Linked DNA regions of Mus musculus: regions 2 and 3 are each linked to region 1. Evidence: chromatin contacts called from public HiChIP or PLAC-seq data. All regions are on one chromosome and are shown on one strand. The core of a region is the stretch at or near the end of the contact, and the rest is flanking DNA. Distances in the headings are between cores, read along the strand shown.

Region 1 (3,372 bases), core at 641-3,140:
TTAAAGAGATTTTGTTTTACCTTAGTTTTATTTTCATTCTCATGAATAGTTGCACAATAGAGTGATCATTAAATGTACCATACTGGTGCCTAAAATGAAAGACACACAGGGTTAGTGAATGCATATTCAAGAAGTGTCTCATTTACACAGTGGCCATGAAATCAGGAGGATAGTGAAGAGTTAAATTCGAAGACACACATGTTAGCCTTTGCCAGAGTGTTGGCTGAGAACACCATTGCAGTACTGGAGAGGGGAGGAGTTGCCTAGTTTAGGGAGACTCATTTGCATGTTCTTCATTCTGATATTTGAGACTCCTCTAAGCTTTTTGATTTCTGTTAACTAAGTTATTTCAGTGCTTATGCAACCTCTGTTATAATGAAAGGGGCAAAAGGATTGTTTTAATGTTCCCCACTTCAAAATTTACTTTTATGCTGAATTGTGATAGCTTTGCTTGCTAACAGAGAAGTGTCTCACAGTAAAAATGAGGTACAGGTTAAAAAAATTAGAACATTCTCTGAAACACTGCTTGGGAGATTGTTTTTATTTGTTTTAGTTTGGCTTTATTTATTTGTTTTTTAAAAAAAGAAAGTAGGCTTCTGTTTCTTGTCTTTGCCATCTGCCTCTTAACATAAAACTATTTGTGTTGTTTTAATTGTAGATTGTTCCTTATGAATGTTGCATTGTATGGATGTACGACAAGTTATTTCTGTCAGTCTGAGTCTCCCATGAGTTAAGCTGCCATTAAAAAGTCTTAGTACAGAAATATGTTTGGGGCTGGCAAGACTGTTCAGTAGGTCAGGATGCTTGCAAACAAGACTGATACCTGAGTTTAATAACAGGGATTTACATTGTGGTATAAGGGAACCAACTGCCTCAAGTTATTTCTGACTTCCATATACCATGGCATGAGCACAAACACATATGCATGCGTGCGTGCGTGCTCAAACACAGAGAGAGAGAGACAGAGACAGACAGACAGACACAGACAGACAGACAGACAGACAGACAGACGGGGAATTTTAAAAGAAAGATTTTGCTTTTATTAATAACTTTAGTCCATTGCTGGGTGTAATCTGAGTGTTTTTTGACATTGTAGAAACCACTAGCCTAGTTTCCAAAATCTATCCTTTTACATGACATTAACAGTGTGTCTGAGTTTCCATTATTTTATATTCTGGTCAACACTTTGTACTATTAGTCTTTAATCTGAGCTGTTCTAGTAGTCATATATTTGTATACCTATGAGGTTTATTTGAATTGTTTTGTGTCTGCCTTGTTTATGGAGGTCCACCCACCCACCCACCCATCACCCCGCCACCAGAGACCGGAAGAGGTCATCAGATTCTCTGGAGCTGGAGTTGCAGGCTGCTCTGAGCTGCCTGACATAGGTTTCCTCTGAAAGAACAGCAGGCACCCCAAACCCCTGGGCAGTCTTCCTTAGAGTTTTCATTTCTGTTCTCCTGTTGAATGGCACAGCTAGGAATGCTTTCTCGTGTATGTCTTGTATTAGTGCTGTTTTTTAGTAAGCTGCTTATTCTAGGCCCCTGCCTGTTTGTTCCCTATTGAAATAACTTGGCATCTTTGTCAAATTAAGTAGCTGACTTCAGTTCTTTTCCACTGACCTTTATCCTGTTTTACACCAGGACTATACTGGCTTGATTCATGTGGCTCTTAAAGTCATGTGCATGATTTTAGGGATATAACTATTAGAGTTTCTGATTTACAAATGTCCTTTCTCTGTATGAACCTTTAATTTCAGTATTTTTTTTTAGTTCCATGGTGTAAATATTATCCATCTTTTACATTTTTCCCTAACCAAATGTCTTGCTGTTACTGTAAATGCTATAGCTTTTACTTTCAGTTTTAGTGTCTACGTATCTTTGCCAATACATAAAACTAATACTGACTTGGGCGTCTGCCTCACAACACTCGGGCACTTATTCTAGTAGCATGCTTGTTGTTTAGAATCTTTGTAGACAGTTAGGTCATCTTTGAGTCGATTCACCACTTCTTCCGGTTGCATGTATTGTTTCTTTTCTGTTTGGTGCACTGAGTAGCCCTCCAGAGCAGTGCTGGATACACGTAGCACGGTGGCTGTTCTTCGGTCTTATTCTTGATTTCAGATTAGTGCACTTAGTCTTCTTATCCTTGGGAATGATGTTGACTGACTATATAGAGTTGTTTTGTGTTTTAAGAATGTCTTATCAGGTTGAGGATTTTTTTTTTTCTGTTAGTGTTCTGATCATTTATTTTAGTAGGTATCAGTTTTTACCAAGTTGTCTTCCCCTTTTGGTTTTCCTCAGTTTGAGGGTTAGTAGACCTAAACTGAATTTTTTAATTGTTTATTTTCTTGAGACTATACTGTATTTACATCATTTCTTTCTTCCCTTTCCTCCCTCCACCAATTGCTGTTACGTACATATTTTTTGCAACACTACGATAGAGTTCTTAGAATTAACCCGCTTGTTCACGATATGCTTATCTTCCACATGGATTGCCTAAGTCAGGTTACCAAAAATTCTGCTAGTGATTCTGCACCATTCCTAAGAGTGACCAATGCTTTTCTGCCTTTATCTGGTTTTGATGTTGGCGGCTCAGAAAACAAGCTGTGACCTGTTGTTTATTTGTCTGTTTCCTAAAAGTGTTTGCGTAAGATCTGTGTTGCGGCTCCCTTAAGTGTTTGTGGGATTCACCAGAAAGCTCCTGGCCTGGGGTTCCCCTTGAAGCAAAGTTCTAAACCACAAATTCAGTGGCTTGAATGAATACTGAAGTTATTTATGTCATTGTGAGCAGATTTGATCATTTCTTTAGAGTTAGTGAACTCAACACAGAAGTTGTTTATAGTCAGTCTTTAATATCCTTCCTGTGTGTAGACCCTGTGGTTTCCCTCTTAGACTTGTGGTACCACTGTGTAGCTCGGGTAGCTTGTAACCTTCCTCATCAGAGCAGCTACGGTTTGCTGATACTATTGACTAGCTTTTCTAACTGTTGAAACTAGCTGTTTTCCTGCTTTCTGAATCACTCATTTCTGTCCATTCTAGGGTTTTGTTTTGTTGGAGATTTTGAATTAATGTACTGTCTTGATTTTTTCCCCTTTATTGGAAATATATTTTTCTCTTACATAATATATTCTAATTACAATATCTCTTCCTCACCTCCCCTCTAGATCCACCCCCTTCCTGTCTCATAGAAAACAAACTGGCCCGTCCTCTGGTGGTAGCCTTTAATCCCAGCATTAATGAGGTAGAGGCAGGTGCATCTCTGAGCTCAAGGCCTACAGAGTGAGTTCCAGGACAATCAAGTATTGAAAAAAGAAACAAAAATATTTTAAAAAATGTTCCTACATGATAATAATAAGATACAACAAAAACT
Region 2 (3,372 bases), core at 365-2,864, 360 kb before region 1:
TAATTCCTAGATTGAGAATCTCTCATCTCAGACAACTCTAGTTTGTGTCTAGCCAGCACAAATGGATAAAGAAAATGGGTTTTTCTATGAACTGCTGGAGTGTGTGAAGGGGCTGGTCCTACAGATCCAAAGCTGCAGGATCTCCATGACACAGGGCAACAGCAGGGTATCCAATAGGAATCTCAGTGAGGATCCTGTATTGATGGTGTAGCAGAAACAGAGGTCTTGAACCAGACCAGTGACTCATTGCAATGAATATTTGCAAGTAAAGAAGTGTGGACAAACAGATATGGTGTGGGACACACTGTTGTCACACACTACAGATTCCACAAGGAGGATATTTTTTCTTTTGGTGGGGAGGTAGCAAGGGCAAAGAGCGCATAGGAAGAGACAAGGAGGTGAGTGGGGTTGGGGTGAAGGATGTGAAATTCACAAAGAATCAATAAAAAGTTTTTCAAAAGAAAATGTGTTCTCTATGTACACAATGAAATGATACTCAGCCATAAATAACAAAAGCATAAAATATGTGGGAGATATATATATATATATATCTCCCACATATATATATATATATATGGAAAATATTAAGTGAGCTAACACAGACTCAGCAAAACAACAACAATAATAAAAAATGTTCTCTCTCAAATGTAAATCCTCCTGTCACATTTTCAGATTTGTGTGTTTAATTTGGAGTGTATATGGTGGCAAGAAAACTAGAAAAAGAAGATTAAATGAGGTTCTTAAGGGAGGGAAGATAGCACATGTGATATCACTATAGGGAGAGAGGTCTCTGGAGGTGGGAAGATTTAAACAGGCATAGGGAAAGGAGAGGGATTGGGAGAGTTAGCCAAAGCTTCAGATGTCTGAAACCCATATGGAGAGCTAATTAAAAGCATAATTTAACAAAAGGAAGCTTGAAGTTAAGCACCCTGCACAGGTGGATAATTCTCCTCCCAAAAGCCACAGATTGTTGAACAAGAATCCCAGTGGTAGGCATGGGGCCCCTCCCTCTGAATTGTTGGTCAGTAAGACCCCAGAGGTCTCTAAATTAATATAGGCTTCTGACATTGCTTCTGGCTGCCCATCAGGACTAGTTGATAATAAGGCCATATTTCTGAAGACTCAACACATCATACCATAGGGGAAGAACAACGAGGTGGAAAGGGCAAAGGATGGCACTTTACTACCCAAGTCTGTACTCTACTGGATTCAGTCTCAGGCAGGGCTGCTTGTCCCCACCAGCAACAGCCTGAGCAAATCCCAAGAGCTAAAGCCATTTTTCTAGCTCTGTTGGTGCATGCAAAGAAGACAAGACAGGCTTCCCTTCCAAAAGCATGACCCTTCTCTGCACTTTGAAAACCCCACTGGGAATTCTAACCACAGAAAAATCCTGCCGTTGTGAATTCTGTCATCTGTGACATACCTCATTCTCTGTCTATTTTTATTCTCTCTAAGCAAATAGGGTTTTTTTTTTCTCACTTGAAAGTTATTATACCACTGCCAGCTGCTGGGATTACACAAATAAATTGATAATAGCAAAGCAATATGCTGCCCCGTGTTCAAACATCACCGCACAACAACAAAGCAGCCTGCAGTGCCAGCTCCCATTCACAGCCTGCAAACAGAAGCAGCACAAATGAGGGCCACCCACTCTCCCAGCCTCAGAGGGACAGAGTGGCAAGCAGCATGGTCCCAGGATGGAGTTTTACTCTTCCATTGCCAATGTACTCTTACGTCCAGGGAGAATGTGCAAAGTCATGCTCATCCGCCAAGTAACTCAGTGTGATGCAGACACTCCTCTTCCTTTGAGTGGGGTCAGCACCCTGATGCATAGTAATCAAGCATCTAGTTATAAATAAGCTTGCCATACTGAACAACAGGATAAACAATTAATATTAAGAATGTTTGTGTGTGTTTTATATACATAGGCAAAGATGCCTTACAACTTACTAAGCTGTGATATACCCCCTCAGAACAGGGATCACATCTTCTCTGCCTGCCACTAATTCCAGCATCTGGCACAATGGGCCATCAATAAACAGTAAATACATACAAACAAACATATGTACATACATACATGCATACAATGTACATACATAATACAGGTAAAGGAATTTAGGGAGGAAATCTGCATTTTTTTTTGCTTCTGTGCATTTTAGTTTTTTAATGCAATCCTAGAGTAAGCAAGATAGCTGTGAACACTTCAGCTCCTAAGTAATGGAGGAGAGCTGGAGAAAATGGCCAGACTCTGGAAGGCTACGATGCTCTCCCACGAAGCTAATGTTCCATGAACTTTACTGCAGCTGAAGGAGTCTGCTCAGTGTGGCAAATATCTGTGGGGTTTGCCTACCTAGCAACCATGTGCTCTTCTTAGGTAGCTTCCTTTGAAGAACGTCCCCCCCTATTCTCACCACAGGCAATTTGGGCTTTTCACATTTTGACATTTTGGTGTAGGTGTGGGTCCCAACTAGGCCAGGCAGAGTTTTCTTAGCCCAGAGATGAATCTTAATCACAACAAACCTAGAAAAAAAAAATCATGGTGGAGGTTGTCCCTTCTGTGTGCTTCCAAACAGCTTATCTATTAGTGAGGCAGCCGCCTAGATTGTTCATCGACATACTGAGACGTTGCTAGAACACAGTAAGGGATTCACACCAGTGAAGGCTCTTCCCATAGAGTCACTGCTCTGCTCACTCAGCAATGGTTCTTGACCTAACTCCTTCACAGAAGTCCAGGGCAGTACAAAGTAGAGAATTTCAAGCCAGGAATTCTGGGTCGTAAATCTGCCCAGGAGTAGTAAATCACTTCCCCTCTTAGCCCCTCCGTCTCTTTCTCCCTAGCACGAAGGAACTAGGACCAATGCCCACAAAGGGGCCTTGTGTGTTAGCTCAGCAGAAATTGACCCCCTGAATCTCGGGCATCGGCAAAACAAAGCTCACATTGTGGGGCCACTAAAGCTTTGAGTTTAAAGCAGTTAATCCCTTGGCTGATGACTGGAACAAAGAGGATTAACCTCAGCTAAGACAGTCACCATCCAAATATAGAGCGACCCCAAGAACACATGAGACACAGAATACACCCCGCCTTCTCTCAAACTGGCTTCTCATCTTATGTTCTTTCTCTCTTGGCTGTTAGTAAACTCATAGTTTAATCAGCTCCTAAAAGCTAAGGGGTGAGATTGTCAGGATCTTCTCCTTGTCCCTCCACTGCCTTCCTAAATTCTCCAACCCAGAGTTCATTGATCCTCCTTTGAAACACACACACTCAAGGTTCTCCATGTCTAGCACTAAATAAATAAAGCATACATGCACCATGTGCCAGCAACCACGTCAGACATCTGACCTAAGAAAGCAGCCAAGATGGCAGTCTCAACT
Region 3 (3,372 bases), core at 557-3,056, 340 kb before region 1:
GATGTTACCTTCTTGCAGAAACCTTCCCTGTGTTCTGGCTCCCACTGTACCTCTCATGACAATCCTCCCTTCCGGGTATGTACAAATTGCCTGTATGTCTACTATGTCTTCATTTACTAACTGAATGCATCGTTATTCTCTTCAGACATAGGGACCACAAAAATGACTACAAGCAATGTCATAGAACATGTGTTAAAAATAAACTATATTTTGATAATGATATATAATATATAAATGTCACAATAAAACGTACTTGCTTATGTGCTAAACAAAACTAATTTAAAAATATATTTCAGTGACTATTTTTTGGTTTTTGTTTTTCTGGGTTTCTTTTTTTATTAGATATTCTCCTTATTTACATTTCAAATGTTATCCTCTTTTCTGGTTTCCCCTCCCAAAACCCCCTATCCCATCCCCTTTTTCCCTGCTCACCAACCCACCCACTTCTGCTTCCTGATCCTGGCATTCCCCTTCACAGGACCAAGGGTCTCTCCTCCCATTGATGGCCAACTAGGCCATGCTTTGCTACATATGCAGCTAGAGCCATGAATCCCACCATGTGTTTTCTTTGGTTGGTGGTTTAGTCCCTGGGAGCTCTGGGGGTACTGGTTAGTTCATATTGCTGTTCCTCCTATAGGGTTGCAACCCCCTTCAGCTCCTTGAGTCCATTCTTCATTGGGGACCCTGTGCTCCATCCAATGGATGGCTGTGAGCATCCACTTCTGTATTTGTCATGACTATTTTTAAATATACACTTATATTACGGCTGACCTTTGTAAGTACTTACTACATACCAGCCACAGTACTAAACTACTTTCATGTTCTGGTTTATTTAGTCTTCACAGCAACATCGTAAAGTAAGTCCCCTTGCCTTCTTGAACTAAGAATAGAGACTCACAGAGGAGTGAAACAAGCTCCAGAGGTCACGTGGCTGGCTGGAGAGATGGCTTAGCAGTTAAGACCCTTTCTTCCAGAGGATCATGGTTTGATTCCCAGGACCCACATAGCAGTTCACAGCCAGTTCCAGGAGCTCTGATACCTTCTTCTGGCCTCTTTAGGTACCAGGCACACACATAGTACACAGATATTCATGCAGGCAGAACACCTATACCTCCAGATCAGAAGTTTGGCAATCTATCTCAAGAAATTTTACTTGTAAAACCATTGCTGAACCCGTATAGGTTGTGGGACAGGATGAGGAAATGTCCTGTAGAATGACCATGAAGAGGCCAGAAAATGAGGGTACAAGAAACATTGTGGTATACTGTAGGAACTCAATAATGCCAGCTATAATATAAATATATATTCTTTAAAATGTATATTGAAATGTGTACTTAAATGTTTGGTTATACATAAAGAAATGAACTGCATTGTAACATTTTTAGATATATGTATTAATATTAAAACAGGGATTTTTTTGGTAAACCTGATATGTAATTTTATATATAGTCATTTTTGTGTTTCCAGTTTCTAAAGGGAATATGTTCCATGAAGAAATGAAGACACAGTTCAAAGAATCTATACTCCATCCAATCCAGGCTTCTTCAGCAATTGTGGAGTTTAGAAGGATGTAAATTCTGTGTGCAGCCCATTACTGACCTAAGGCTGGTGATTAGCAACTCTAGAGGTAAACCAGCCCCCTTGCTTATGACTTATTCAGAAACTCAAGCCTAACAGCATTTCTTTGCCACAGAGATTGATTTTAGAAGGTTTGCAGGGTCTGGCTAAATAAAGAACCACTCCTGGAAGGCCTGTCTCTGGTTCATTGCTTTTGAAAGAGGAAGTGGAGAACTCTGCTTGCTGCTGGCAGCCATTCTAAGCCATGTTGAGGACCAGCATCTGCATGAAGGCTGCTGCCTTAGCCCAGGCTCCTCCATCCACACCCTTGCTTCCTCTTGCACCTGCTCCTCATCACAGTTCTCCATCCCAGAAAGTCTCAGTGACAGTCACAGTGCAATGCCTCCAAGGCAGTGGGCTCGCATCAGATTCCATCCTGAGGAATTGCTTTCCAAGACACTTCCCAGTGCCAAATGCCGTTGACTATTTTTCCCCTGAAAGCGTAGCCTTTGCATGCAGAACTCGGAGTGCAAGGGTAGGTATAATCTCAAGGATGAAATAGAAGAGGAAGAAACGCACAGTTAAGAGCTTATTATTCCACTAGTCACTCCTGTCAACAAGTGAGCATTAACCTCGCAGGAAATTTCTGAAGAAACATATAAAACATGACATAGAAATGTTGCCCAGGGGTTAGAAGAGTGAAGCATTGACATGCCAGCTTTCACCCCACATCAGTCAAAGGGTGCACTGTGTGCTGTGAACTTCTCTTTATGCACAAGTGTCCAGATGATCAAATGATGGATTCTCCCTGAGTGTGGCTCATCTAGTATGAGAAATGCCCTAGAAGTCAAATACATACATACATGTATACATTTGTCCAATATATAATATATGATATGTAATATATAGTATATAGTATAATATATAATATATATAGACTAGACAAATGGTGACAGGGATGAGGAAGCTTGATGGTAGAGTACTTGCTTAGCCTGAGGAAGGCCCTGGCTTCAATTCCAAGCACCACCAGAGACAGAGATGGGGAGAGAACAGAAAAGGCAGAAAGAGAGAGAGCAGATAAATCATGAACAGTATGTTGTGGCATAAGTGGTAACAGAAAGGCTGCTAAAGAGATAAGGATTGTCAATCGGTTCCCCTTAATTTTAGCACATCGTTCATCCTCCAAAATAGCATATAAACACTAAATTCCTAGTTGCTTTCATCTTCTTAAAAGTGGACCTCAAGGGAGCCAGGAGATGTAAGGCTACACAGGTTTACAGTCATGAAATCTGTCCTGTTTAACCCATTTAGGACATGATTTAGAATACTTTTACTCACTGGCTTATTAAGATTTTCCTCGGAGATTCATTAATGGCGGCTCCTGCAGAGAAAGTTAGATAGAAGGCAGTTCAGCTATGAATTAGACTAGCATCCTGATCAAACAGAATCTCTATAGATCGGATGCCACTTACAAGCTAATTTAACTAAGCTTGGATCTCCCGCATTAATAACTCCATAATTCATAGTTGCAAATAGTTACAGTTCATTGCACAGGCTCATTTTGTTCTCCTGAGGGAAATGCTCGGCTTGTGGGGAATCCTGTGGCTTAGAAATGGGAAATGTGTGCCTGGGTAGCTTGTAACACTAAAGCCACATACCTGGAACTTGGTTTGCCTTCACTTCTCGAAATAGAAGGGCAATAGATGACCAGCTGGGTATCACTGGCTGACCCTCTTATCCAAAAGTGTTTGGGACAAGTTCTTCCTTTAAATGCAAGAGCCTGTGACAGTGTGAGCACTGCCATGGCAATTGCTT

What was found. HiChIP or PLAC-seq counts read pairs in DNA pulled down with a chosen protein or histone mark.
Region 2: a contact with region 1 is called in an H3K27ac HiChIP or PLAC-seq map of large pre-B cells, with 2.4 times the contacts expected there. The contact joins two enhancer-like sites. A contact is called at or near these places in 2 of 39 promoter capture datasets (the C10 cell line and neural stem cells) and 1 of 115 datasets of contacts at active chromatin or transcription factors (large pre-B cells).
Region 3: an H3K27ac HiChIP or PLAC-seq map of large pre-B cells shows a contact between it and region 1, with 2.1 times the contacts expected there. The contact joins two enhancer-like sites. A contact is called at or near these places in 3 of 39 promoter capture datasets (the C10 cell line and neural stem cells) and 1 of 115 datasets of contacts at active chromatin or transcription factors (large pre-B cells).

The regions. Positions count from the first base shown.
Region 1 is chr7:75,653,896-75,657,267 of GRCm38.p6, forward strand. The region is part of intron 8 of Akap13 (A kinase (PRKA) anchor protein 13); the gene reads left to right. Among named protein-coding and RNA genes, the nearest start is that of AU020206, 130 kb to the right of the region's middle. Within about 2 kb of position 1,891, at least 172 of the 459 cell types and tissues checked have an H3K27ac peak or open chromatin away from gene starts, as enhancers often do.
Region 2 is chr7:75,294,052-75,297,423 of GRCm38.p6, forward strand. All of the region lies in intron 1 of Sv2b (synaptic vesicle glycoprotein 2 b), which reads right to left. Among named protein-coding and RNA genes, the nearest start is that of 1500012K07Rik, 13 kb to the right of the region's middle. Within about 2 kb of position 1,615, at least 41 of the 459 cell types and tissues checked have an H3K27ac peak or open chromatin away from gene starts, as enhancers often do.
Region 3 is chr7:75,316,740-75,320,111 of GRCm38.p6, forward strand. All of the region lies in intron 2 of 1500012K07Rik (RIKEN cDNA 1500012K07 gene), which reads left to right. Among named protein-coding and RNA genes, the nearest start is that of Sv2b, 9.2 kb to the left of the region's middle. Within about 2 kb of position 1,807, at least 19 of the 459 cell types and tissues checked have an H3K27ac peak or open chromatin away from gene starts, as enhancers often do.